Linked DNA regions of Mus musculus: regions 1, 2, 3, 4, 6 and 7 are each linked to region 5. A link is a contact called in public HiCAR-type, HiChIP or PLAC-seq, Micro-C and promoter capture Hi-C data. All regions are on one chromosome and are shown on one strand. Each heading gives the region's core, a stretch centred on a gene start, on an enhancer-like site or on the middle of the called end of the contact. The rest is flanking DNA. Distances are from core to core; before and after follow the strand shown.

Evidence for each region. Promoter capture Hi-C pulls out the DNA fragments that hold promoters and counts their contacts. Hi-C and Micro-C count contacts between places; a contact is called where the count stands out from the background. HiCAR-type assays count read pairs that join an accessible place to other places. HiChIP or PLAC-seq counts read pairs in DNA pulled down with a chosen protein or histone mark.
Region 1: a promoter capture Hi-C map of pre-B cells shows a contact between it and region 5, with 2.3 times the contacts expected there. The contact joins the promoter of Dlgap5 here to the promoter of Peli2 in region 5. A contact is called at or near these places in 1 of 39 promoter capture datasets (pre-B cells) and 1 of 115 datasets of contacts at active chromatin or transcription factors (microglia).
Region 2: a contact with region 5 is called in a HiCAR-type map of astrocytes, with 2.7 times the contacts expected there. The contact joins the enhancer-like site here to the promoter of Peli2 in region 5. A contact is called at or near these places in 9 of 39 promoter capture datasets (cranial neural crest, embryonic stem cells, hippocampal neurons and 4 more), 1 of 484 Hi-C or Micro-C datasets (cerebral cortex), 1 of 115 datasets of contacts at active chromatin or transcription factors (astrocytes) and 1 of 9 other capture datasets (embryonic stem cells).
Region 3: an H3K27ac HiChIP or PLAC-seq map of microglia shows a contact between it and region 5, with 7 times the contacts expected there. The contact joins the promoter of Socs4 here to the promoter of Peli2 in region 5. A contact is called at or near these places in 2 of 39 promoter capture datasets (liver and stem cell-derived epiblast-like cells) and 1 of 115 datasets of contacts at active chromatin or transcription factors (microglia).
Region 4: a FOXA1 HiChIP or PLAC-seq map of pancreatic cancer cells shows a contact between it and region 5. The contact joins the promoter of Lgals3 here to the promoter of Peli2 in region 5. A contact is called at or near these places in 4 of 39 promoter capture datasets (embryonic stem cells, hippocampal neurons, neutrophils and 1 more) and 2 of 115 datasets of contacts at active chromatin or transcription factors (bone marrow-derived dendritic cells and pancreatic cancer cells).
Region 6: an H3K27ac HiChIP or PLAC-seq map of double positive thymocytes shows a contact between it and region 5, with 5 read pairs. The contact joins the promoter of Fbxo34 here to the promoter of Peli2 in region 5. A contact is called at or near these places in 2 of 39 promoter capture datasets (hippocampal neurons and liver) and 1 of 115 datasets of contacts at active chromatin or transcription factors (double positive thymocytes).
Region 7: a contact with region 5 is called in a Micro-C map of embryonic stem cells, with 6 times the contacts expected there. The contact joins the promoter of Mapk1ip1l here to the promoter of Peli2 in region 5. A contact is called at or near these places in 1 of 39 promoter capture datasets (liver) and 1 of 484 Hi-C or Micro-C datasets (embryonic stem cells).

The regions. Positions count from the first base shown.
Region 1 is chr14:47,416,453-47,420,031 of GRCm38.p6, reverse strand. Dlgap5 (DLG associated protein 5) reads left to right here and starts at 1,625. Exons shown (of 19, transcript NM_144553.2): 1 at 1,625-1,923; 2 at 3,461-3,579. The coding sequence starts at 3,462. It also overlaps the pseudogene Gm8353.
Region 2 is chr14:48,989,609-48,993,433 of GRCm38.p6, reverse strand. No RefSeq gene overlaps it. Among named protein-coding and RNA genes, the nearest start is that of Gm36024, 6.4 kb to the right of the region's middle. Within about 2 kb of position 2,438, at least 96 of the 459 cell types and tissues checked have an H3K27ac peak or open chromatin away from gene starts, as enhancers often do. A contact at or near this core is called in astrocytes, cerebral cortex and hippocampal neurons, where this site is marked.
Region 3 is chr14:47,274,684-47,278,636 of GRCm38.p6, reverse strand. It overlaps Socs4 (suppressor of cytokine signaling 4), which reads right to left and starts at 1,717. Exons shown (of 2, transcript NM_080843.3): 1 at 1,416-1,717. Wdhd1 (WD repeat and HMG-box DNA binding protein 1) reads left to right here and starts at 1,780. Exons shown (of 25, transcript NM_001360532.1): 1 at 1,780-2,116; 2 at 3,782-3,893. The coding sequence starts at 2,040.
Region 4 is chr14:47,372,529-47,376,350 of GRCm38.p6, reverse strand. Lgals3 (lectin, galactose binding, soluble 3) reads right to left here and starts at 2,491. Exons shown (of 6, transcript NM_010705.3): 1 at 2,399-2,491. It also overlaps the pseudogene Gm52166.
Region 5 is chr14:48,119,300-48,123,204 of GRCm38.p6, reverse strand. It overlaps Peli2 (pellino 2), which reads right to left and starts at 2,336. Exons shown (of 6, transcript NM_033602.2): 1 at 1,972-2,336. The coding sequence starts at 2,048.
Region 6 is chr14:47,470,632-47,474,469 of GRCm38.p6, reverse strand. It overlaps Fbxo34 (F-box protein 34), which reads right to left and starts at 1,909. Exons shown (of 3, transcript NM_001146086.1): 1 at 1,753-1,909.
Region 7 is chr14:47,295,926-47,299,963 of GRCm38.p6, reverse strand. Mapk1ip1l (mitogen-activated protein kinase 1 interacting protein 1-like) reads right to left here and starts at 1,690. Exons shown (of 4, transcript NM_178684.6): 1 at 1,559-1,690. Gm35078 reads right to left here and starts at 3,422. Exons shown (of 2, transcript XM_006519856.4): 1 at 3,341-3,422; 2 at 1,559-1,981. The coding sequence starts at 3,354. The coding sequence ends at 1,576. Socs4 (suppressor of cytokine signaling 4) reads right to left here. Exons shown (of 2, transcript NM_080843.3): 2 at 3,862-4,038.

The sequences.
Region 1 (3,579 bases), core at 376-2,875, 700 kb after region 5:
ACTGCTCAAGCCCTTGAGAAAGGCCAAGAAGGAGGCGCCACCTATGGAGAAGCCCGAGGTGGTGAAGACAAACCTGAGGGGACATGATCATCCTGCCCAAAATGGTGGGCAGCATGGTGGGCGTGTACAATGGCAAGACCTTCAACTAGGTGGAGCTCAAACCAGAGATGATAGGCCACTACCTGGGCGAGTTCTCCATCACCTACAAACCTGTGAAGCACGGCCGCCGCCCGGGATCGGTGCCACCCACTCCTCCCGATTCACTCCCCTCAAGTAGCCGAGGCCAATAGAGACTCAGTTTTGGGTCCCTGGGTGGTGGTGGTGGGTTAAGATTTATTTTGTTTTCTGCCTATGAGTGTTTTGCCCACAGAGGTCAGAATGTGATGGATCTTTTAGAACTGGAGTTACAGAGAGTTGTGAGCCACCACGTGGGTGCCTGGGTTTTCTGCCAGGGCAAGAAAGTGCTCTCAACTGCCAAGCAACTCTCCAGCCCCCAGTCTCAGCTATTTTAAAACAACAGTGAAACCCAAACAGGAACCACATTGTCACACACTGTTACTACGTCTTAAGGTGTCTTTTAACACCTTACAAGAACAGGTTTGTTTCCTGCAAACCATGTTTTTCAACCTATGCTGAACTTGTGACCCCATGATGTACGCCCACCCCTTTGCCTTGTTAAGTTCCTGAACACCTGTGATGACTCCCCTTCCACATGCTGTGTTCTTGCATTTATCTACCCCATAGGTAGCCTTGAACCCCGAGTGGCTCACTCTCCCGCTGGCCCAGATGCTAAAGGCACTAAGAGTCAGTTATCTCCAACGGCTCTTTTTTTTTTTTTTTTTTTTTTTTTTTTAGCAACCCTGACCCATTCCCATAAAAAGAACCTCAAAAGCCAGTGAGGGGCTGCTCTCTGAAATCTCCACTTTGGGAGACCGCAGCTGGCTGGCCAGTTTGCTTTAATCAGATATAGCTTGCTTTAATCAGCCACTCGCGAAATTGGTGTTTCTTTCCCCCATCAGATCTAACATAACCATGAATATTATGTCAGTTACCTATCTTCATCTTTCTCTTTGTATGTCCCAGAGGTCTCAGTGCTGCTATAGAGCTGCAGGCAGCTGGTCCTCTTTCCCAAGATGTTGGCAGGGAAAAAGCAAAAGCCAAACTTACAAACTCTTTCCTAATTTATCTTCCCGGTGTCTACTGGATACCGATCAGTCTACAAACACATGGTCAGCACAGCTGTCCTGGCCCAGGCGTTTTTGTTTTCTTGATATCTCATGGGATGTGTGCCTTCGTTTATGTGTCTGTTAGAAATCTCAGTTGATTTCTAAGGCAGACGTTAATTTTGCCTTAGAAAAGAAGGAGAAATGGAATAAATGATCTCGTTTAACTTAAAACCTTTGCCTTTTTTTAGCGTGGATGCTCAGCCCGTAATCCCAGCAGCACTCAGTGACAGGCAGGAGCATCTCGGTGAGTTCGAGGCCAGCCTTGTCTACATAGTGAGTTCCCAGACATAGTGAGACCTTGTCTTAAAAACCAAAACAAACAAACAAACAAACAAACACGTTTAAAAGGAAAGAAGAAAACCGGCCTGAAGAGCCAACAAGTGCGGCCCGCCCCACTGAGTTTATAGTGTGTCGCTGCCACGCCTAGCGGGTTTACCGCCTCCCTCCTCCCCCTCGCCCTCCCGCTCCCAACCCTTTGCCTTCCAAACAATTTAAATGTCGCACAGAACCAACCTATCGCAAGCCTCGTTCGAGGGGAAGGGGCGGGAGCTTCCGGAAGTGTTGGCAAAAGTCCCTCCAATCAGCGGCTGGCAGCGGGAAATTTCAGTTCCGTGAAGGGTCGGTCCGGGAGTTCCTTCTGCGGATCGGTGGAGTTTTCTGTGTTGCGACATTGTTGTGGATCCAGAAACTGCTTCAGGTAAGTGGGATCAAGAGTTCAAGGTCCTCCGTGGCTGCATACCAGCTCGAGAATGGCCTGGGACGAGACTGTCCCGAAAAAATTTAAAAATGGCCTAGGTGAGATGGCTCAACAGTTAGGAAGGAGCACTTGTTTGCAGAGTTAGCTTCCCAGCATCCCACGTAGGGCAGGTCACAAACTCCTTGTAGCTCCAGCGTCAAGAGGTCCGACACCCTCTACTGGACACCAGTATGCATCCACCCCAACACAGAAATAGACATACACATAAACAACAAGAAAAAAAACCTTTGGAAAAAATTGGCATGAAAAATGTAGATTATCCTAAAGCATTGACAGCGTATTAGAGATGAGACTCTACCCGACCTGTATGCTAGTAACCTCCCAAAATAGCCCACAAGTGTCAGTGGATTCTGCTTTTCCTGAAGACGCTGTCATTTCTCTCTAACCTGCTGTAAGTATTAGACGGAGAATCTTAAGATGAGTGCACAGGCAGGGGAGCTGACCTGAGAGGTCCACTTGACCATCACCATGACACAAGCCATTAGAGAAGAAGGACCTCAGTTGAGGAAATGACGACATGAGGTCCAGCTGTAAGGCATTTTCTCAGTTAATGATTAATGGGGAAGGGCCCAGCATCTTGTGGGTGGCAGCCATCCCTGGGCTGCAATCCTTGGTTCTGTAAGAAAGTGAAGCAAGCCAGTAAGAAGGGTCACTCTGTGGCCTCAGCACCAGCTCCTGCCTCCAGGTTCCAGCCTTGCTTGAGTTCCAGTCCTGACTTCCTTTGATGATGAATAGCAAAGTGGAAGTGTGAGCTGAATAAGCCCTTTCCTCCCCAACTTGCTTTTAGGTCATGGTGTTTTGTTGCAGCAATTGACACCCTGTCTAAGACAACCGTGTTAACAAGTTTTGCTTAAACTCTTTCTCTAGTAGTTGTGTTTGACACTTTCTCTCTTTTCCTTTTTTTCTTTTGGTGGGGAGAGGATTAAAACAAGGTTTCACATAGCTCCCACCAGCCTCCTTTGGAGCTGAGACCGACTGACCATGAGCAGGCCCTCTTGTTTTGGTTTTCCGACTGTGGTTGCACAGTATTTATCAGGCCAGCTTTAGCCAGGTGTTAAAGTCACAGGAGTGTGTTCATCACAGTAGGGTGATGCTGCGATGAAGGGTCTAGGTGGGTTTCAGACCTTACTTACTTCCTACTCATAACCCCCAAATAGGCCGTGGTATCTCATCTGTGATGACTTTTCTACTTTCATATCTACTCATATTTTTTCCATTGTGAGTTTTAATATTTTCATTTCAAGGAAGTGCAGAGTGGTGTAGGAGATAGATTGAAGTCTTGATCATTTTTATTAGTTTACTAATTTATCTCTTTGAGAGAATGTTTTACTCTTTAGCCCAGGCTATGCAAAGCTCACATGATTTGCTCGCTTGAGCCTTCTGCCTGCCACAGCCTGACCTGAGATTTTATTTTACTTTTTTTAAATAATAAAATGAAAATCCATTTATGTTGGTGTCTGTTTCTCCTCTTTGGCAGGATGCTGGTGTCACGTTTTGCCAGTCGGTTTCGGAAAGACTCGAGCACTGAGATGGTTAGAACCAACTTGGCTCATAGAAAGTCTCTGTCTCAGAAGGAGAACAGACACAGGGTGTATG
Region 2 (3,825 bases), core at 1,189-3,688, 870 kb before region 5:
ACAAGGTCAACCGTGGTCATGACAGATTGTCCTGAGTGCTCACTTATTACAGTCATGGATGTCCGAAAAACCGGTGAGAAGTAACCAGAGAGGTCATTGACCTGGTAGACTTTCCAGTGGGCCAGGATGGAATGGATGCAAATAACAGCAGAAACAAGAGCCACGAGAATCAGAGGGATGGGTGCTCCATTCCTGACTGTGCAAACAGAGGAAATTAATCTCCTGCCAGATCCAAGCTTATAACCCTTACTGAAACTAAAATGGATGCATTAAATCAGAGCATATGACTTCCTAATAGCAGTATGAAATACGCCGATGGAGAAGCTAGACGAGAACTAAGAACAACAGGGTAAACTAGCACACATGCATGAAGATGTCACAATGAAATCTACTGTTTCATATACTAACTTAAAAGAATAAAAAACAAAGGTGTCTAAGAAAGCTCTACAGCTCCCGCTCAGGAAAGATCTTTACAGTAAAGGTTTTTGGGTTGTTGTTTTGGTCTTTTGTTTGTTTACTTGTTTGTGAGACAAAGTTTCTCTATGTAGCCCTGGCTGGCCTAGAACTCACTCTGTAGACTAGGCTGGCCTTGAACTCAGAAATCTACCTGCCTCTGCTGGGATGAAAGGTGATTGCCGCTATCTCCAGGCTACAATAAAGTTTTAAATTATTTATTATTATTTATAATAATAATAATAATAAAATCAGAGCAATAACTTGATGGCTGAAAGACATGGACAGAATTCTGGACTGAAATGGGGTGAGCACAGAGATCTTTATGATGCTATAACCCTTCAGTGTTCTGCTGGAGACACTGTGGCTTGTGGAAGGTGTTCAGCTCAGCAAGGTCGTTGATAGACCCAAGAGGAAAGAAGGCAGGGAGAAATGACTCAAGACTAGATCTGAGACTGTGGCTCTATCCACTCTGTATGAGGAGTCCTTATCCACAGGGGAAATACATTGAGTGTACTGAATTACCGTGCCTGCCTAAACCAGCCACTTTAGTGGGCCTAATGTCATTTGCTCATATAAATGTTCCCTACCAATTCATTCCTTTTTCACAGTGGCCGAGGAAATGTACATTCATTGTTAAAACAAACAAAGAACCCTTCTGTGCTGCCTGACTTGCAAGTGATGCTGAGACCCTCCCAGGATACAGGCTCAGCAGAGAATATCCCTGCCCTTTATTTGGTTTGTGGGAAGGGAGTGGGAGGCTATTGTTTGGATCCAGGACTGGCAATGTACACTGGAACATTCCTTCTCCACCTAAGCCCTGAGACAACCGCAATCCAGGAAAGAGTTAAGTCAGAAAGAGGAAAATATCTCACCAGCATAGCTTTTAAACAAAAGACATGAAAATGGAGGCTCTCCGTATATGGAAAAATTTTCCCTTTTCATCCATATTGATAGCCAGAGGGGGTTATTATTGAGAATATGGGTAAAGTTACTGCCAGTTTTTGCTGCTACTCGTGTTTAAAAAGAAACTATGGAAACCGAGAGAAGGAATATTAATTAAGTTCAAATTTGGAATGTCTTTGCCAGGCGTGGATGAATGAATTCAATGAAGCAACCTGTTGGGTTGAAACTCAGTGTTTTGTTTGCAATTAAAAGAGTGCTGAACTTTTCATAGATTAACACTTTTTGCAGTAATCTTATTAAAAGGTTATTTCTTCATGAGATTAGTTCTGGAATGCATTTTTTTTCTATTTAAAGAACCAGTAGATATTTTCTCTCCACCCCCTCCCCCACAATTGTAAGTAGCTGCATTACTAAGTATGCCCCCCAATGTTTACAAATGTTAATACATTTACTTGCTAAAAATAACACCAAATGGCACAGACTAGCAAATCCTCAAACACCCCAGCCTTGGCATCTTCCCCCACCTCTAACTGAAGAAACTTGTTACCAGTCTGGTAGATCATTAAGAGATTTGATTTGCAAAAACTAACTTCTCTCACCTGGAAATCCAAGCAACCTACAAGTTACTGGACCTGTTTTAATTTTTTTTAAGAGCCTGTGGTTTGAATATATATATAAACTTTCTAAGGTCCTTGGATAGTTACATGGTCTAAGAGTTATTTATAGCCTGTGACTTTTCTAAGACTGTTTCCAGTACTGAAAGACAGAGGCCCAAGTGGATAACGCTAACGAACAAATCTGAAACGAGACAATTCTTCATTTAAATAAAGCTAGACTAGCTTCATTGGCCACCGCGGGGGGTGGGTGGGGGGTGGGGGGGTGTTAAAGGATGCCCCCACTTTACAATGTGAGTAAGTTGTGGCCGTCGTAGTTCTCTGATTAATTTGCTTCTTTCTGGTAGGGGGATAGCAATGCTGAGGCAAACACTGACGAAACTGGAAATCAGCTCTGTTTAGTAAATGGGAAGCCGCGTTCTAAACACAGACAGCATCCTAAGGGCTCTGCTCGCATGCTAAGCCGCGTGCCTGGCTGATGGGCCGCCGCAGCTGCGGAACAATGCACTTCTCATGGATGGTAGGAGGGAGGCAGTCTTGTTTCAAGTAATACTATTTCTGGGCGGTAATCCAAAATGCGCAGTAGGCAGAAGTTAAAAGGAAGCGCTTGCTTTTAGGTTTTTAAAATATATCCCTTAATCCAGGGTGATGATTGACAATCATGATTTAGAGTATGAGGGGCCGCTCTTTAATCCAGTAAGTTTGATGTTATTTGTGTATCTAGTAGGGCTTTTATTCCACTAAAACTAAGTGGAAGCCTGTGCAATTGATGCCGCATTTCAGAATTGATTCTTGGCCTGTGCTCTATTTACAGATTAGTAAGCACACAGGATCCGGCCTCCTCATCTTTTTGAAATTTAAAGGTCTTGAAAGGCACATTTACAATTAAAATGTTTCTTGCTGTGTACGAGTGTGACCAGGAAGTGACGTTTTTTTCCCCCCTGTGATTTAATTTTTTTTCCCTAAACCAGAAAAGAAGCAGTTTGTAAGATTTTCTAATACAATTATCAAATGGAGCCTTAACCATTCATTCTGTTTACAGGTGGCTGAAATATTGTCGCCGATGCCTCTGTGTAATTTGTTGGAAGCACATTTGAGACATGTTACTGAACGGTCCCCTAGCCTTTGTTCCCCCTGTAGATCTCCATGGACGCTTTTTCTGGAGACTAGATCACTGTGCAGCCATTGTGCGCCTATTGTTTTCATCAACTGGGGCAATACTCTTCATAAAAGGCCCACATGATGAAACCATCATCTCGGAATCAAGAAGTCCAAAACTAAGATATAAACAGAGGGATCAGAGTGAGGGGTGCACTCTACGGTAGGGATGGAACGTGCTTCTTGTCCCTCGAACTGTCCTTGCTGTCCTTTCTTCAATCCTGAATAAAACAAACTGGCCTTAGAAATGAGAGGAGGAAAGGAAAAGCCGGAGTGACAGAGTTTTGTCTGCATTCTGAGGTCTTTAATTGGGAAATTCTTAAAGTAGAACACATTCACTGCGAAGCGTTTGGAAACTATTGAAACAGAGAGAATGCTGTGATCCCTGGTTCAGAGCAAAGACAGTCTTTGTTATATTTGACTTGTTTCGTTGTAAGGTTCTGGACTTCAGGGCTAAAACACTTCCCAGGAGACATTGAAGCTTTGGAGTGGGGACCTGGGTGAGACAAAGGGCTATGGGTTTGCTTTGTGTGAGCAAAACTTTCTGTGATTAAAAAAAAAAAAGAGTAATGGGTCCTTTTTGTGTTTAGAATATACTCTAATGTGATAAGTGAATGTTTACAGTACTGCTGTCTGTTAACATTTCCAAAGGCTCTTTGGCGTGCGCACACGCGCGGGGTGTGTGTGTGGGTGT
Region 3 (3,953 bases), core at 468-2,967, 840 kb after region 5:
CACTTTAAGCAAAACTACTATATACCTTAGTGCCTAACTAGTAACATGAGGCCTTAATAGTTTTAGACTTCCACGAGTATCTTCTATGTACTTCAATAATTTGGTGGAACTAAGTATCACCTCTACTTTAGAGGTGAGAAATCTGACAATCAGGAAAATAAAGACACACACTCACACTCAAGGTCATACAACAGGTTAGAGTTAAAATTAAAAACGAAACTGTTTAATCATCAGGCTTAAGCTTATTCATACCTGGGAAATCAGCAAAGGAAATATTATCTTAACCTGTCAATACTGACTTGGTTGTTAGGGCAGAGAGAGCGGGCAGGTGTGCTGACATCATTCATAGTTCTAAAATCAAATGGTATCACAGGCACTGTCTAAAGTATTTACATCAATAACTCTTGTTCCCACTTGCAAGTTTCTGAATGGTGAGCTCTGAAAAGCATTACTCTGAAATCCCATTACAATATATTCAATATATAGATGAGTATCATCAGCTCAACTTGAACCTCACACTGTACCTACTCATTTTTATTGTCCAGGTACTGGGCAAAAGAATTATAAATTGGCCTGTCTAAAAACAATAATTTCAAAATAAAAGTAAGTTACTCAAAAGTCATTGTCTCAGGTGCCTTTATTCTTGTGGGAAATTAACAATAGGGTTTTGTTTTGTTTTTTAAAAAAGAATCTCAGATTCTACTTGAGCCAACTACTCTTCCTTTTTATTCATATACAAATCTGAGTGTCTTTTTGGAACCCAGGTTCTTAGAAATGCCTTACAAAATGCCACCATAGCAAGAATACCACGGTTTGAGTAATAACTAAGCTTGCAATTTTTTTAATAAGTTATCTAGATCTACCTCTGTAGAGTTTTCCGGTAATAAAAATAAGTCTGACTGAAACTGTACAGTGGGTACCACAAAAACGCCGTCAAAGCCCCAATTATCACCGAAAATCATAATTTTCAACAGACCAATTTATTAATATGGAGAACGTGAAGAAACAAGAAAAGCATAAACTTAACGGGCCAAGACCTGACTTAGTAGAGGATGTGTTATCGACTGCCACGATGAACAGAAACCTGTAACAATACAAATTAGACCTCTCCTTTTAGATCTAAAAGCAGTTTGGTAAACTTTGGTCGGAACTAAATAGAAAACCCAAGTTAACTCTCTTTAGCATTATTTAGCTAGAGTCGCAAGAAACAAGAATCAGTCCATCCTTTATTACCACAGAAATGACAAAGTTGAGGGCACGAAGGGCGTGAAGAATAAAGGCTTGCCAAGGTCTGTCCCTAACCCGGTCCCGAGGAGCTCGATCGGTTCAAGGAGGCGACTACGGTGGCTCGGGAGGAGATCCTGAAAGGGCAGGCGTCAAACCCCAGCCCTCGCCGCCACCCTTCCCCCTCTCACCTCTCCGAGCTCAGCTCAAGCGGAGCTGTCCGAGCGCCTGCCGCCATCACCACCGCCATCACCCGGCGCTCGCTCAAGCGCGGAAGAGAGGCCCGGCCACTCCCGCTCCTCGTGCGGCTCCCGCCAGGCGGAGGCCTGGCTGTCAGCCCCCGCCCCGGCTCCACGGTCAGCCCAGAGTCAGACTTGCCGCTGCCTCCGCCTGCTCTCCAGGGACCGCCGCCACTTCCGGGTTCGGCTCCCACCTTTTCTTTCAGAGCGGCCCCAGCCACCAGCTCTCGGCTTCGAGGCGGCGCGCTTCTGACGCCACCACCCGGCGACCTCGGGCCGGACCTGGGCTGGGCGGCGGCGGGCCGCGCATGCGCACAGGGCGAGCGCGCCAGAGCGCGGGAAGCGGCTCCGTGCTTCCATCAGAGCAGACGCTGGTGCACACCGCTTGCTCCTCGCCCCCGCTGCCCGTGCTTGCAGAGGGGAAAGCTTGTCATCTCCCGGGCGTGTGTGACATACCTTCCGCTGCATCGTGCTGTGGCTCCTCGGGTGAGGGAAACAGGACTGCACGGCGCGGAGAGGACGATCGCCCTACTGAAAAAAATACCAGTTCTTACAAAACGGCTCAGGTAGGGAAAGATGCCGGCCACACAGAAGCCCATGAGGTACGGACATACGGAAGGGCACACCGAAGTCTGCTTTGATGATTCTGGAAGGTAAGCGTCTTTGGAAACAAAGGACGGGTCCAGCGTGAATGTTAGCCGTCATTCTCGGTATGGACAGCCGGTCGAAGATGACCGATGCGGAGGGACAGAGGAAGGAATAAACAAGGAGCGCCTCTGCCCTGAGGCTTGTTTGCTTTGAACTGTCGTGGCACTTCTAGGACCTCACGAAAATTAAAATCCTTTACCCAGAGGAGTGCCTTCCCGCCACTCACGTCCTCATTCGGTGTCATGTTTATTTTATGAGACAGTTAAGCATCAGCAGTTGCTGTAAATTGCAATGACTGTCGTGCCCAGGAGATGGAATTTTGCAGCTTCCTCTTTCACAGTGTCCCCTGTGTACTAGAGGACATAATGTAAATGTCTAGTTTAGGGCTCAATACTGAGAAGTCGCTTCTTGTCAGCACCTTGTGCGGTCATGAGGCTCTACAATCACCACCATTTACTGGAAATAGAGGCTTCTCTAATTCTTTCTTTCTTTCTTTTTTTTTTTTTTGGTTTTTCGAGACAGAGTTTCTCTGTATAGCTCTGGCTGTCCTGGAACTCACTCTGTAGACCAGGCTGGCCTCGAACTCAGAAATTCGCCTGCCTCTGCCTCCCAAGTGCTGGGATTAAAGGCGTGCTCCAGGCCGGCTGAGGCTTCCCTAATAAAGGCTGAGGGTAGCATTTGAAATGTACATAAATATTTAGACAGCAGTTTGAGGTTATGCAATTTAGCTATGCAGTAGTGTACCCCCTAGGGCCTGAGACCTCCCCTTGCTATGGGCTTTTGAAAGGGTTTACCTACCAAGAATGGGTTCCCCTTTGTGGAATAGACCTTAAATCCAAAAAGCACTTGGTTACCCCTATAGCAGCCATGTCACGCATGCCCACTCAAGTGGACCATTCTTGCCTAGAAGCTGGTGTCCTAGTGAGGGCCTCCTAAAGCACAGGCTGGTCTCCAACTTAACGTGTAGCTGAGGCTGCCTCTGCCTGGCAAGCACGGAGATTACAGGCAGGGCTACTACACTGATGAACACTTTCCTATGACCCCCTTTGGGTTTTCCAATTTGGGAGTTAATCTTTTTTTTCTTCTAAACATTTATTTTATTCATATTCCTTCCTTCCCTCTCTCCTTCCCTTCCTTTTCTTTCCTTCCTTTTTTTATCTTTTTTTTTTTTTTGCCATTAGCCCTCTACTGTTTTTATTTAATTTGCACTTTTATGTGTCCAGATAGGACATAAACAGAATGAACAAAAGCACTTAGGCGATGAGAAGTTTGAAAAACAAGCAATAACCTATTCACATGGCTATTTTAATAATTTTTGGGGTACTCGTTGAGCTCATATATTCAGACATTGGTTATAGTCTCTGTGTGTCCCGAGCTGGTACTGGGGATGTGATGGTGGCTGAGCAGACACAGTCCTTGCTGTTGCAGAAATCATGTGCTCGTCTTTCTCTCACGTTATTACCAAGAAATAATTTTATGCCAAGGAAGAGCCGCAGAGAACATTAAACTCATCTCCGTTTTATAGAATGGAAGCTAAGAGTCTGCTATTGATGTTTATATGGAAAAGAATTCACTAATGTCTTGATTTTTGTTTGAAAATATAGAAAAGTAGCATTTCCTGAAGAGTTCCTGGAACTGGGTGACATTTAAAATGTGTATGTCCTTCACAGCTATATTGTGACTTGTGGCAGTGATGGTGATGTGAGGATGTGGGAAGACTTGGACGACGATGACCCTAAGTCCGTTAATGTTGGAGAAAAGGCATTTTCATGTGCTTTGAAGGTACTTATTTCAGTTGCTGTGAAGAAATGATGGGCATGTGTCTTTTATGCTTAGGTGGAA
Region 4 (3,822 bases), core at 1,242-3,741, 750 kb after region 5:
CCTGAGGTACTCTGGGTTCTGCCTCCTGAATGTTGGAATGACAGGCACTTACGCCCACACCCACCTAAGGAACAGTTCTTTGGAAAGCATCTGAGCATATTCAGGATGCAGAGGCAGGAGGGTGTCATAGACCCAGGCCTGCCTGATGTATGGAGTTCCAGCCAGGGCTGCCTGTGAGACCCCATCTCGAAAAATGATGAACAAATGCTTTTGATCCAGTGAACTATCTCATTGATTGAGAACCCTTGAATAGACTCATTCTACGGAAAAATGATCAATTTTTCCAGTCAACCCTCAAGCAATTCTCTACCTCTTCTGCTTTGTGTACAATTTAGTGAGCCATCCATTAAATACTTCTTAGCTTAAGCCTGAAAGACCTCATCCATGTCCTCCCCAGAAGATGGAGTAAGTGCAGATTTTAAACCAAACTCCTAAACATTCTGAATTTAGGAGGCTAGTCTCCATCACAGATAACTATGACTATCTCAGGGGAAAAGGCTAGGGTAAAGATGGCTGGTCCACATCTGTAATCCCAGTCCTCGGGAAACCATGGGAGAAAGAGTAGCATAGGTTCAAGGCCAGCCTGAACTCTGTACTGAGTATGAGGCCAACCAAGGTTATATTGTAAGACCCTATCTCAAGAAACAAGCAAAACAAAGCAAAAATGATCAGTGACCAAGAAGGAGACAATTACTAGGTGTGGTTGTACTGGCCTGGAAAATCACAAGTTCTAAACCAGCCCTGTCTGAACAAAAAAACTAGCATTCTTTCAGATGGGCACTGCCTCCCCCCCCCACCACCACCAAAGACTGTTGTTGCAGACAAGCAAGGCTTTTGTTATTAAACTTCAAGTTTTATGGAAACAGTTGGGGGTGGTAGTTTACACTGTTAGCCCCTGCACTTGGGAGACTGAGACAGGATTGAATATTGAAAGCCAGCCTGGGCTACATAGTAAGTTCCAGTCCTGCCTAGGCTGCAGTGGCAGCCTGTCTCCCTGGGATGGTTTGTATATGCTCGGCCAGGGAGTGGCACTAACTGAAGGTGTGGCCCTGTTGGAGTAGGTGTGTCACTGTGGGTGTGGGCTTTAAGACCCTCATCCTAGCTGCCTGGAAGCCAGTCTTCCACTAGCAGCCTTCAGATGAAGATGTAGAACTCTCAGCTCCTCCTGCACCATGCCTGCCTGGACGCTGCTATGCTCTTGCCTTGAGGATTATTGACTGAAGCTCTGAACCTGTGAGCCACCCCCACCACAATTAAATGTTGACCTTTATAAGAGCTGCCTTGGTCATGGTGTCTGTTCACAGCAATAAAACCCTAACTAAGATACTTCCCCTGCCCCCAAAGGTAAATAAATAAAAATACGGAACTATAAACTTGAAGCAAACATCTTGGAATTTCAGAAAGTGATAGTTTTTACACACTGGTTTCTGTTCTTTTCCTCAGAATTAGCCGGGTCACTAAGTCCAAATGTTCTCATTATCCAGAAACCCTACTCCCCGGGGGTCGCTTTATAAATATTCCAATTTCTTCAAATAGGAATCACTTGCTTCCCTGCTAGGGTTAGCCGGAATCCTAAGCCTCAGTCTCAACTCCCCCTCCCCACCCATTCCCGTCCCATCCTCGATTCCCTGCAATAGTGCTTGAGTAACATAATTCAGCATAAATGCAACCTTTGAAAGCCTCTCGCTAAGGGTCTGCACTCTGAGACCAACACGGCCACACCCAAGACTTCCTCCACCCAGATCTAGAGGTTATTGCACAAATAACCACACTGGTCACGAATGAGTCACTTGGCTTACAAAAAAATGTTAGAGGTTACAGTAGTTCTTCATCCCGACACATGCGCACTAGGGCTTGGGCAGCACTGTCCTGTGCGGTCAAGCACGCAGCGGGTGGCTATAGCCCCTACCTCCGCTGAACCTGGTGGAACTCACTGGCACCACACAGCAAGATCTCTAGTGGAAGGCTTCCACGTGCACCAAAGGAGCCTGCTGGAATTCCTCCAGGAGTCAGGAATCCTGGGCGATGTCTTTTGAGTCTCCAAACTCCCACCCCCACCCCCAACGTGCCAGAAGAGGCACCTGATCCCTATGGCCAAGCTAGGGGCCAGCTACAAGGTGGATCTCCGTAGGTTGTGGCTCACTCTAACGCAGGGCTTCGAAGGAGTGCCCAGGGCCCGCTGGCATCCCGCCATCCCAAAGAGACTTAGTATGTAGGTCGTGAATAACTTTCTCCGAGAGTTACCCGCAGGAGAGCCAAGGCGGTAGACCAGCGCCTGGGACCCTGAAGGTCACCTCCGTCCATCTCCCGGGAGCCCAGCCCTTTCTTGGTGCACTGAGCAGCACCGGTCCCCGCGCCCCGCGCCGCTCACCTGGGTAGTGCTCTCTGTGCCGCTCACCTGATTAGTGCTCCACCCGCCGCTCCGCTAGCTGTCAGAGCTGGGCGGTGGCTCGGCCGCTTCTAGTACTCTTTTCCCCGGGCCCGCCCTCCCAGGGCGGGGCAGCATCCCTCGCCCTGCAGGCGCCTGGCTGGACCGCGCCCCACGGACCACGGAGCTTCCCCACAGTGGACTGGGACACGCCCGCCAGCCTGTGCCCCTCACCTGTGCCCCGCAGTGGGCCCTAGCCGACCGCACCCAGACTCTCAGACTCACCCAATTCCCTTGTCTGAAGCTGCCTGTCAGGGTCTCATCCTGCCCCTAATTCCTTCACCTGAAGCCTTCCGCAGAAATGGCAGTGACTTTGAGTGTGAGGGAAGGGAGGAGCAGGTGTCCCTGACAAATCTGAGATGTAAGAGGTGCCCCTGTTTGCATTCACTCCTGCTCTGGATTTTGCTGGGCTGGGTAAACCCAATGTGGTACATAGTAGGTTCTCGGTAGGTATTTGTTGGTTGATTGATTGATGAGTGAATGAATGAATGTGGACGAATGAATTAATGAATGAAGTAGTATGAATGTGTGAATTGATTCCTAGGAAGATGTTTTCTCAAAGATTGGAGGAGAGTTACAGCACGGGCAAGGGGCAGTTAAATCAAGAGGACAGGGTGTAGCTCTGTCTATATGAAAATAGTTACAAGGAACAGCCGCTTTTGCAAGAGGCTGATAACCAGTTTGGAACCATTTATATAGATTAAAAACTTGAGTGATGTGGTTAAGGATATTCAAGATAATTTTTCCCCAGCTTCAGATACATCAGCTAATATCTACCAAACACTTATGCACCCCACTCTATGCCTAGGGCTTTACATACATTTATGGAGTTGGCATTATTTTAATCCTATTAGGTCCAAAGCAGCCCCCCAGAATGCCAGTGCTGGTCCTAAACAGAGGGACTCTGGCTGCACAAACAGAAGCTTATAGGTGGTTTCTGTTGACCAGGGATCTCCCTTAGTCTGCCCCCAATGTCAACTACCTCAGGCAAGGGCACCTGCTTCCCGGTCAATCCCAACAGCCTGTAACAGCTCAAAGCCCCCCATTCTGCTGACTTCTCCCCACACCCGGGGCAGGGGAATGTTTATTGCCTTGGTGGTTTGAGCCCCAATAAACTTATCTTTCTACTCATTCAGTGATGTCGCTGTGCCCTTGCTTACAAATCCCATTTTAGACATGAGAAAATATGGGTATAGAGAGTCAAGCATAATCCCGTAAGGGTGCTTGCTACAAAGCCCGACGCCTAACTTTGATCCCTGTAACTCAAGAGGAAAGAAGAGAACCAACTCTTGAATGTTGTCATTTAAGCCACATACACATGCTCACATGCATATGTGCAAATATAAATGCATTTTAAAATATTAAAACATCGCTTCTCGGCCTTTTGGCTAAGA
Region 5 (3,905 bases), core at 1,087-3,586:
TCTCAAGTCCAGTGGGCAGAACTGTGTAAGACTTAGTGAAAATCTAACTAGTTCACTACTTTCCAGGTACTCTTTAGTGTGCTCAATGTTGCAAGAGTCAGAAATCTGAAAGAAAGAAGGGGAGGGGGCAGCAGCCACAATTCAGGCGTACACAAAACCATCTGCTACTCCCATTTTTCTTCCTTAAAGGTCTTCCTTAAGCTGGCAAGAAGCAACATCTCCCCCCCAGCCCCCCACCACGGCAGGGCTCCACTGTTAACCAACTTCAGTTGAAGAAGTGACAACACCAAACATCATTTGCTACTTACTTACTCGGGTTTCTACTTATGTCTTGTTCTACATTAAAATGGAAGTGTTCTGTGGCTACTGGATGATACCCAATGTCCAAACAGTGTTGCCATGTGGTAGCACAGGTAACTGCCCTGCCTGCCTCCAGCTACTAGGTTAGAAACACTAAGCCATCATGGATCCAGGAAAAGCTTTAGTGAAGGATGAAGCAGGTGCTACAGGCAACGGTGTTTACAGAGACACTAAATTACAACTGTCCAGGGTGTAAATTCTTTTCCTGGCTTTGGAGTGTCCTAAACTTTTAGCTATGAACACAAACCTCTCCGGGTTTATTCCACACTGCTCCGAAACGTCTCAACAGATTGCCTCAAAAGGAAATAATGAAATGGCTCTGGCGTAAGTTAATCTTCTTTGTCAAATTCACAGTGTTAAGCATACTCTGAAGCCAGCCACATAAACAAAACCAAACTCCACAAAATTAGGCTGAGCTGAAGTTACATAAGACAGACTAAACTGTGGCTTCCCCCCACCCACCTCCCCACCCCTCCTCTTCCCAGCGAACTCTGACATCTGTCTCTTAAGTGCATGCAATTCCCATGCAGGTGCGGAAGGCGCTCATCTGCTGAGCTTCCAAATAAGCAGTGATCTTTCCAGTACTACCTTCCCCCCCCCACACACACACACAGAAAGGCTTGCAACAAACTGAAGGCTAGGAAACTTTAGATGAGTCTTTAAAAAAAAATTAAGTCGGCACTTACTTCAAGGTAGTAATCAAAACACGTTTCTCAAAGTTCCCAGAGCCTCTGCTTAGGGGTGAGGAGGGGGGCTTCCTCGCGTGCCTCTAAGCCCACCCATCAACACCCGCGTGGGTCTGAATACAGATCTTTCAACAGAGGACAAAAGCGCGGGTTCCCTGGAGCGGCACATCCAAAGGGAAACCAATCCTTTCCCTGCAGCACTACCCAAGTTGCTCCAGCTCCAAGAGTTTCCTGCACTTTCCACCTCCCCCCACCCACACCCTTTTCATTGCCCACTTTACCCTGCTTTAATCCTGCGAAGCCTCCCTCCTGGTTTATTAAGGGTAAACAATAGAAAATGTCACACGGAAACTCAGGAAGTAGATGAAGTCTCTAATTGCTGCCGTTTTAACGATTGTAGATAATTACTATCTTCAAAATGTGATTTTCACCAGCGGAGTGGGAGCCGAGGAGGGCAGGGTGGCGAGCTCCCCGCCGCTGGCAGGGCATCGGCAAGGCCGGGGCCCGAGGGGTGCAGGAGCCCGAGGGGTAAGGAGATCAAGGGGTGCGGAGACTCGAGAATGGAAACCCGGGAGATCCGGGAACCGTTGTTGAGAGGACCCGGGAAAACCAGGACCCGGTCCAGGCCCTCGGCCGAGCTCACTCCCGGCGCAAAAAGCGGAGGCCAACCAGCGGCCCGGGTCACAGACTGGAACAATGCGTAACCCCCGCGGACTGGGCTCTGGGCTCGGAGACAGGGCTCCGCGTTCGCGGTCGTCGGGAAAGAGAAGTCCCCAGTAGCCACTGGCTCCGGGCTTCACCGAGCGACCCCGCGTGGTGCAGGAGCGCCCTCCGGGCCGCGGCAACGAGCACCCCGGGGACCCGGGCCCTCAGGAGCGCATCCCTCTCCCTCCGCGACGCCCCGCCGCCCGCGTCCCCAACTCACCCCAGGACCACCAGCTCCCCGTATTTCACCGGCTCCTTGTTGGGGGCGCTGGGTTCCTCCTGGCCCGGGGAAAACATGGAGCCGCGCTCGGCCGCCGCCGCTGCCGCCTCCGCCGCGATCCCCGCCGAGTCCGCGCCGCCACTACACTCCCATCCCGAAAACGGGGTGAGCGCGCCGGGGAACGGCACGGCGGCGAACGGGGCGCTGGGCGGCCAGTCCCGCGGCTGCTCCGTCGTGGCTGTGCGCGTCGCCCGCCGGCTTCCCCGGAGCTATCCGTACGTTGGCCGCTACGAGCGGGACCCGGCACGGAAAGCGAGCGGCGACCAGAGCCCCGCGGGAGGAGGAGCGCGCGCCGCCGGGGGGCTGAGCGGGCTGGGCAGGTGGGACGGCCGCGCCGCCGCCCGCGTCTCCGCGCTCCCGCGGCCCCCGCCCGCCCGCCCGCCAGCCCCCGCGGCCCGCGAGCGCCCCGTGTTATGTAAACATAGAGTAAAGGGGAAGGCAAGCCCTTAAAGGGGCAGCTCTGTTTTTCTCCTCTCTTCCTCCGAAAAGTTGGAGCGTGGGGGTCTTCGTCCTCAGCCCGGGGATCCGGACCCCGCTTGCGTGAAAGCCAAGCATACTGCCCACCCCCCACCTCCGAGCTCACCATGCTGAGCGCACTGATCTGGGGGTGTCTGCTTTCAAAGCCAAGCCCTTGAGAGGGGGGCTTAAAAAGAGAAAGAATCTGCCCATGGGGGGGGCGCTAATTGAAGGGCTCCCCACCATTTCATGTATCAAGAGAAAGGAGAAAGAACGTGGGGGGGGGGTGAGAAAAGAGAGAGAGAGATGGAGGGAGGAGAGGGAAAGGGGAAAAAGAAAAGTTAAAAGTTACTTTTAATCCCTTATTCACATCTCTGTCCCTTCTTTCAACCCCCTGGGGAATTTAAAAGGAAATTACCTAGGTGGATTTTTTTTTTTTAAATGAAGACAAATGTTCCTTTATTTCCATGGATTAATCAAGGCACTGTTTGTATTTTATGCTTTCTTATGGTGCTGTGTCTTTAAAATATTGTAGGCTGTGATAGTTTTACTGACTGCTGTTTTTCATCATAGAGGAATTTATTATTCTAGCATTTATTAAGCCCTTGCAACATGCTAGAGACGCTACATATTATTGCCTGTCACTGCCTTTCCAGACTGTTAAATATTTAAAGAAATAAATACTGCAAAAGCTACCCAATGTATAAACATCGAGAGTGTGTGTGTGTGTGTGCCCGCGCGCGCGCGCGCGCGCACACACACACACACACACACACACACACACACACACATACACACACGTTTAGGCTATGACTCTAAGTAAGGAGTTAAAAAAGAAATAATTGCATGAGTAACCTTCCATTCTACTGCTCAGCGCCGTGCATGTATCGCTCTCTGACAGGCTATTACTGTAGTGACATGATGCTTTCTGTAATTTTACTTCAGTTAGTAACTGGCTTTTCTTCTTTTAATTGAGGCTTTGGAGATAAATTACTCCAGAATAACAAAAGCCACACTATTGATGAGCCAAAAATAAACTTTATTAGACGATTACCTTATTTCCGCTAATTACAGAAAGTCTATTCTTAGACTAAAGACAACTAGCTATCCGGCTTATTGTACAAATCCTCTGTACTTTTCTCTGTTATGAAAATGTAAAGGTTTAACCAGCAGCCCTTTTTTAGAGAGTTGAGCTCTTTCTCTTCATATGGTGTTGGTAGATTTCTGTATGACGGAGTGTAGTTTTCCTTACTCCCTAGTCCCACTTACTATATCCACTATGCGACTGTCAACAACCCTTTGAATCCCGTCACAGTTACCCATCTCCCTTAATTATAGTACCTCGCTCTGGCATGCGAACTTCCCCCAGTCTGCTCTATTGCTGCTACTGATCTCTAGGCTACAATTACCCCCTTCTC
Region 6 (3,838 bases), core at 660-3,159, 650 kb after region 5:
GCCTGTTTGGACTCCAAAGCTCTCCAGAGCAACATACTTTGAAATATAGGTGAATACTGAATGTCTTCACAGACTGTGCTAGTGTTCGTGGTTTTGCTCTCTCCTCCTCCTCCACCCCCCCCACACACCGAGTCTCTCTGAAGGAGACTGAGCCACACAGATCTAGACAAAGTTTAAGATCTCTAGAGAGGTGGCCACTGTGACTTAGATCACACCTGGGTTACTTAGACACTAGAATGTGAGGACCTTCAGAGCCTTTAAGTCATCCAGGTTCCTTGCCGGGCAGGGCAGCTGTAAAGCTCTGACGTGCCTTAGGGATTACTGTCCTGATGAACAGCACCTGGTACCACCGACCTACACTAATCTCCTGATCCAAAGTTCACCTGGCTGCTCCCGGCATGCGCTAGCCATCTCTCTTCTCATTGACAGCATGGCCAGCCTACTGTGTTCCACTCTTCCCCTCCATCCCTCTTAGTATGAAGTGTCCTATGTAACTGCTTCTGGGCCCTCGTGTCACTACGGGCAGTCAAGAGATGTGTGCTTGACCGCCAGTGCGCCAGTGCTTCTATGCAGGTCTACTATCTTTTCAAAGCCTGAGAAAAATCAACATTCACAAAATCACCTGCTAAAATTTATCATTTCACATTCGGAAGCACTACTGACAAAATGTAAGTCGCCTGACCCCAAAGGTAGTCCTCAGATGTGTTATATTACGTTACAGCCTAGTCTTGGGGTGGGGGTGGGCTGCAAAGCAGAGGCTTATTGCTGAGCTATAATCACAGAAAAAAACAAATGTCCCTGATAAAACGGGGGAGGGGGGGGCAAGAAACACCAGGATAAATTACATCATCGGGGGATTATTATTTAAGAAAAATGTTGGATTGATTCAAGCTCCCCTTCTTTGCAAGACAAAGTTCATTCAAGATCTGCTTGCCTTGGTCATTCGCTAACAAGCAGATCACTGGCAAAAAAAAAAAAAAAAAAGATAAAGCCAACTAAATTATCAGCCCTCCAGTTGGTTCAGCCCCCGCGCACCCTTTCCCAGCAACTGCTACATCAAACCATCAAACTGAGTTTAGCTTCCTGAAGGCACAGTGAACACCCTAATACCCCTTCCACGCCCAACCCCCAAGATCCCTCATATCTAAACCGAATGTCCTTAAACTGTACTACTACCGATGCTCTCCGAAATGAAGTTTAAGCACCTGACAATTATTACATCCAAACTGTACGAAGCCGAGATCCCAAGATTTTGGTTCAAATCTGCTAGGACCGAACTTCCTTTTTCTCCCCGCGGGTCCTCCCAGCCCTTCCGCGCGCCAAGGTCGCCACTCGGGGCCTGCAGTGACATCACGGTCTGTCTCGGTAGAGCCCTGACATCACCCGCACGCCGAGCCTCGGCACTGTGACCTCACCACCGCAGGCTCGCACGCCAGGGCCCCCCGGGGAGGGTGGAGGAGACGCGCCGCTCACCTGCACGGGGACACCCGGAGCCCCGCGCCCCGCACGCAGCCCACCCGCGGCGGCCTAGCTTGGGTCGCCGGACTCCGGGCCCAGGGAGCAGCCGGGCGCACGACCTCGGGGCCAGGCCGCGAGGACGGCTCTCTGGAGGACGCTGCGGCGGCGGCACCCCGAGCACGGCGAGCCGCGGTCCCCGCCCCCAACGTTCGGCCCTGCCGCGGGGAGCAGCGGGAGCCGCCACGGTGTCCACCTGCCCCGCGCCCCGCAGCCCCGCGCCCTCGCCCGGCCCACCTGTGCTTCTGCCGGGCCAGGGCCTGGCCCGGGGCTGCGGCAGCCCGATGCGGCGGCGGCAGGCCTGACTCGCTCCCCGACACTGAGGCGGACCAGGAGCTCAGCGCTGAGCGGCGGAGCCCAACGCTCGCCCCGAAACCCATTTGTTGGCTAAACCGGCGTGACATCACGCGCCGGCCCAATCGACGGTTGCCCGGGGGCGGGGCCGCAAAGCCTGCGTGCGCCAGCGCCCCCTGCGGGCGGCCGCGAGCGCTGTGGGGAGAGATGGGAGCTGCCAGGACAAGCGCCTACAAGCCTGGTGTGGCGGGAGATTGGGGAGTTTGAGTGTCACTGCACAACAAGGACCCTAACCCTAGAGCACAGTTAGAGTGACAAGTTCATTAACACTCCCAGGTGCTCCAGAAGCCTTAATACGTTTGACCCTGTTAGATATCCAACATGTCTGGGTTCTAATCTTGGTTCTACCACTAGCGTATGGTTCTATTTCAATTTTTATTTTTATTTATTTTATTTTATTTATTTATTTATTTATTTATTTATTTAGGAGACAGAGTTTCTCTGTATAGCCCTGGCTGTCCTGGAACTCACTTTGTAGACCAAGCTGGTCTCGAACTCAGAAATCCGCCTGCCTCTGCCTCCCGAGCGCTGGGATTAAAGGCGTGTGCCACCACACCCGGCTCATCTATTTCAAATTTTTAAAATGAGCTATTTAGCAAGCCCATGGCCCTGGGTTTGATCCTGATGTCCTACACACTGGGCATGTTGCTTCATATCTGTAATCCCAGAGTTTGGGAGGTGATGTCAGGTGCGCCACAGGTTCATGGTCACCCTCAATGGCAAAGCAAATTTGGGATCAGCGGGAGCAGGGCGCGGGTCCTCTCTGTTAAGAACACTGGCTGCTCTTCCAGGGGAATTCAATTCCCAGCACACCACAAGGTGGTTCGAAACTTGTCTGTAACTGCAGCCTCATGGAATCAGACGTCTTTTTCTGGCCTCCACAAACACTGCATGCACGGAGACAAAACACTATACACATAAAAAAAATTTTTACAAAAGAATATATTTTCCATAAAATTATGGCAGAAGTACCTACCAGAAAGTACATAAACTTTAAAGTTAAACTGCTAATCTACAAGAGCCTTGTAAACTTATCAGTGAAAGAAAAAAAAAAAAAAACAACAACAACAAGAAGACTCAGCACTTAAGAGCACTAGCTGCTCTTCTAAAGTACCCAGGTTCAATTCTCAGCACTCTCGTGGTGGCTCACAATTATCTGTTACTTCAGTCCCAGGGGATCCAAGACACACATCTGGTGCACACATGTGCAGGCAAAATAGCTATACACACAAAATTTTTTAAACAGCCTCACATCAGAAAATAAAAAACCTCTTGTGAAACGTGTGTGTGAAGTCTTAAAGAATCAAAATGTAGAAATAGGACCAGTGAGATGCTGCAGCAGATGAAGGTACTGACACTAAACCTGACACCCTGAGTTCAATCCCTACGACCCACCTGGTAGGATGAAAAGATGTCCTCTACATGTGGGCCGGAGTATGTGAATACCACCCATACAGACACACACACACACACACACACACACACCACACACACATACACATACACACACACACACAAATACACACACACATACACACATACATACACACACACACACACATACATACACACACACACACACACACACACACACATGCGTGGGCTGGAGTATGTGAAAAACCCTCCATACACACACACACACACAAATTTGCAATTTTAAAATATAAAACTAAGCCAAGCATGGTAGTACACATTTGTAATCCCTGAATTTGGAAGGCTGAGACAAGAGGTTGTGGCAGTTCAAAGCCACTCTGGGCTACTTAGCATGTACCGGGTTTCCTGGGCTGTATCCCTTTCTCATTTCCATGATCAAAATACTTAACAAAAGCATCTTAAGAAATTAAGGACTTATCTTGTAGCGCTGGAGAGATGGCTCAGTGGTTAAGAGCACTGGCTGCTCTCACAGAGGACCTGGGTTTGGTTCCCAGCACTCACATGACCTCTCACAACCTGCTGTAACTACAGCTTC
Region 7 (4,038 bases), core at 441-2,940, 820 kb after region 5:
ACCTGAGCCATCTCTCTCCACACTGCAGCCCCATCTTCTCCTTCTCACTTAAACACAGAACAAAAAAGCCACCAGAGTAGACTGCCTGCCTGGCCTATGGTCAAATCCAGTTCTCTGAGTCCCATACATGGCAGTAAATGGGTATTTTCCAGAGATTTGCTGAGGCTTATTATACTAATCTGTAAATAAATCTCTTAAGTCACTGCCTGGCACTGAGCAAAAAACTCAACAAATGTTAGCTTTTACAACCGATACAATATGGCCACAAACCTTTGTCTATTTTCAAAGCAGAGAGCAACTAAAAAAAAAAAAGCAATTTCCTAAGTACTGCACAAACTTATTTGGTGGCAAAAGCTGACCCGACATTATTTATCCATTTCATTTTCCACCCACTCCCCGCTATAGTCTGAATAGTTACAACTGCTGAATTTTTTTCTTTCCTTCCCTAAAGTTTTGGGACTTGAATTTAGGACCTTGTAGCAAGCCGGGCTAGCACTTATCTACAGGCTCACCCTGTGCAAATATTACTAATTAACAGTCCCCGAGTCTAGGGCTCCTCTATAGTTAACAGTCACAGAATCTCAAGATTGCTGAATTCCTAAGGTTCCTGAGCCCAACGCTCAACCTCTGTAGGGAGAATGAAGATGACACCGATTCCTTCTGTAATCAAAAAGAACATTCCAACCTCGGCAGCTGCAGGAAAAAGTTTTTGAAGGGAAGTGTTCTAGAGAGTGGCTCCAATACTCCACGACTAAAAACTGCCCTCCTCCCCACCCAAGGAGCGCCACTAACAAAGACTTCCGAGGGCGACTCCAGCTTCTGAGGGTTTGGCCTCCAAACAGGCCTTTCGCACATGGGGGAGGGGGCAACACGTGTGTGTTTCTGTAGTAGGCTGTTACACATCTACGGTGGGGTCTGGTTTAGATACTTCAACTTTAGGATTCGTGAAAACATTACTTTCAGTTTTCATGGCAGGGAGGAAAAAAAATGGTTCAAGCGTTCTAGCTAGCTCAAAGGAGAACGTCACTCACTCAGCCCATGGCACCTTCTGTCCCCCGTAGTCATTTAAAGAATGGGTAATTACGATCAGCGAGAAGCTTGTCACACAGAATTATCAGGCGCCAGACCTTGCTGTAAGGATTCGGGTCTCCTCCACTGTCGTTTTTATTAGAAATTAGTGGCTGGGATACCGGTGGAGGGGCAAGGGGACGGGGGGGGGGTGTGGGGGACAAACAAGCTGCCCTTTAGGGTTAAGGGAACAAAGGGAATCCGGGATCAACCGGAGCGAACCAGCCCCCAGCCGGTCACGCAGGCGGATGTGGGGGAGGGTCGCCCGCTCCCGCCTAACCCCTCACCCCCCGCCCGCCCCCGCCCAAGCCTGGCATGACGTGGGCGCCCCGGAACCCGACGGGCGCGACATTAGATCCCTCGGTCGCCTGGTTCCCGGGGGACCCTCCCCATCGAAAGCTCTAGAGCCGCCAGGCCCCCCGGGACCCCGCGTCTTCGCATCGTCTCCCGCCAGCCTCGCGCCCCGCCGCAGGCGCCCAAGCGGACTCACCCGGCAGGATCCGAGTCCTAGGCGCGGCACAGTGGCGGCGGTGAGTCCAGAGAGACGGGCAATGGAGACCCGCTGAAGGCCTGATGGACCGAGACGACAGCGACACGGCTCCTCCTGGCACCGGAAAAGGAAGCGGGGAGGCCGACCTGGCCGCCCGTTATTTCCGCCCGCCCCGCCCAGCTTGCACTGCGCCTCCAGCCGGCCGCCCACGAAACTGCAGGCAGGGCCGCGTGGCTCCGGGAGCCTGGGCTGTTTCCCTCTGGGTGGAGCGCGGGAAGGTTTCCCTGCTTCCTGAGTCCAAAAGACCCAAAGGAAACCCCCTGGCCGGTGATGCTCACCGCAACCCAGGGACTGAAAGCGGAGTTTGGATTCTCTGTGTTTAGAGGTTTTTGTAGACAGGCTCCAAGCTGGCTGTCAGTAGTCCTGTTAAAATCGAGGGTAAAGAGATGAGGGAAAAGGGAAGTCTTTCTAAAGGTCTTGCGAATGAAAACTTTTAAAAGCATATGTCTGCAGAGACTGAGTTGTATAAGTTGGAATTTCAGTACTGTGGAAAGATTGGAATGTTGCAGGTCCAGGGGCTAATTACCTTATCTTGGGCTAGTGCTAGCCCTCCAGAATAGCCACCTCTGTGTCAAAACTAATATCTTGTGGCAATAAGATTAAAAACCTTTTAGGTCTATTAACAGGCAACTAGCCTCTGCCAATCCAAAAGCTAAGAATGTCATCGGATAATGTCTTAGATGTATAGAAAAGCTTCCTCTATCTTGATGTACCCTCCAATGTATCCATCCACCAGTGTGTTTTAAACTTTGCCTTGATTTATAGCGTTCTCTGTTCTGTAAAACTAAAAACCTCGTGATACTGGTTCCATGTTGGGACATGGAATTTGAGGTAACCTAAATTTGTGTTTTGGTGCCATCATCATTCAAAAATGGGTCCAGAATAAGCTATCTCTGATTCCCTTTAAGTTTTAAATTAAGAATAGTGGCCTCAACCTGTGGTTTATGAACCCTTTGGGCGTCGACTCTTTCATAGGGGTCGAATATCAGATATTTACATTATTTATAACAGTAGCAAAAATACAGTTATGAAGTAGCCATGAACTAATTTTCTGGTTGGGGGTTACCACAACATGAGGAATGGTATTAAAGAGTCACAGTATTAGGAAGGTTGATAAGCCACTGCTGTAAGATGAGAGGTGTTGGGTTTTTGAGACTGGCCTCTGTTTCTGGGAGACTCAAAACTGACATACCAGAAAGCAAAATCTAAATCTACATACAGATTTTCAGCCGGTCGTGGTGGCGCACACCTTTAATCCCAGCACTTGAGAGGCAGAGGCAGACAGATTTCTGAGTTTGAGGCCAGCTTGGTCTACAAAGTGAGTTCCAGGACAGCCAGGGATACACAGAGAAACCCTGTCTCGAAAACAAACAAAACAAAAAAATTTTTTTCATTTTTTTTTTTCCTTCCCAGACTTCTGATGTATGTCAGGTCCCAAAGAAACCCTAGACAAGTAAGTGGCCTCCCCAGCACTTCTCACCCCACCCGCTACAGTAAACCTATCTAACCTCTAACCTCTATGACTTCATTTCCACTGAGTGTTCTCCTAATCTGGTTTCTCTTGTCAGGTCTCTTTATCTCCAACCCCCCCACCCTACCCCACCCCACCCCACCCCACCCTTATTCCCCACCCGCCACGACCCTGTTCAGTCTGACTCTTCCAGTTGCCACTGGCTGTTCTCTCCCTCATATCTACAGTAAAACCTCTCTTCTCAACCATACCAAAAAGTGGTCATGTCCTCACTTTCATTCCAAGGTAGGAAAGCTTAAAAAACCAAACCACTGGCTGGAATCACGTCTCAGCAGGTTAAAGTGCCTGCTGTACAAGTTTGACAATCGGAGTTTGACCCTTAGAATGAAGGTAAAAGATAAGTAACTCCACACTTTGTCCTTTGACCTCACACCTGCTAATTCCCATCCTCCCCCACCCTCCAGCTCCCAATACTAAGAATGAAAAACACAACCACAAGGCTGGGGCCAAGGTTTTGGATTAGCAGGTAAAGGTCCTTGCCAAAAACTCCTCACTCCCTGAGTTTGCTCACTGAAAACCATGTGAAAACCTAGGCACTGTGGCTAGCAGCTGGAACTTCAGCATGCCTACAGCTGGAGGCTGAGAGGCTAAGCCTCAAAGTCAAGCCACAAGACAATTAGCCCTCAAAAAGTTGTCCTTTGGCTTTCGAAAGTGTATCATGGTATGCTCCTGAATTTAACACATGCACACAAATCTTTAAAAACGACAAAGCTTTTGGATTTAATATATTAAGCGAAAATTTATTTAGATCAAAAATTTTAAACCTACAGAAATATTTGTCAAGATTAGAAAGTGAAAAGAAACAGTATGGGTTACACACCATGATTGACAACATAGCTTTGTGAAATCATTAAACTCTGATATTCAAGTGTATATATTTCATACTCGG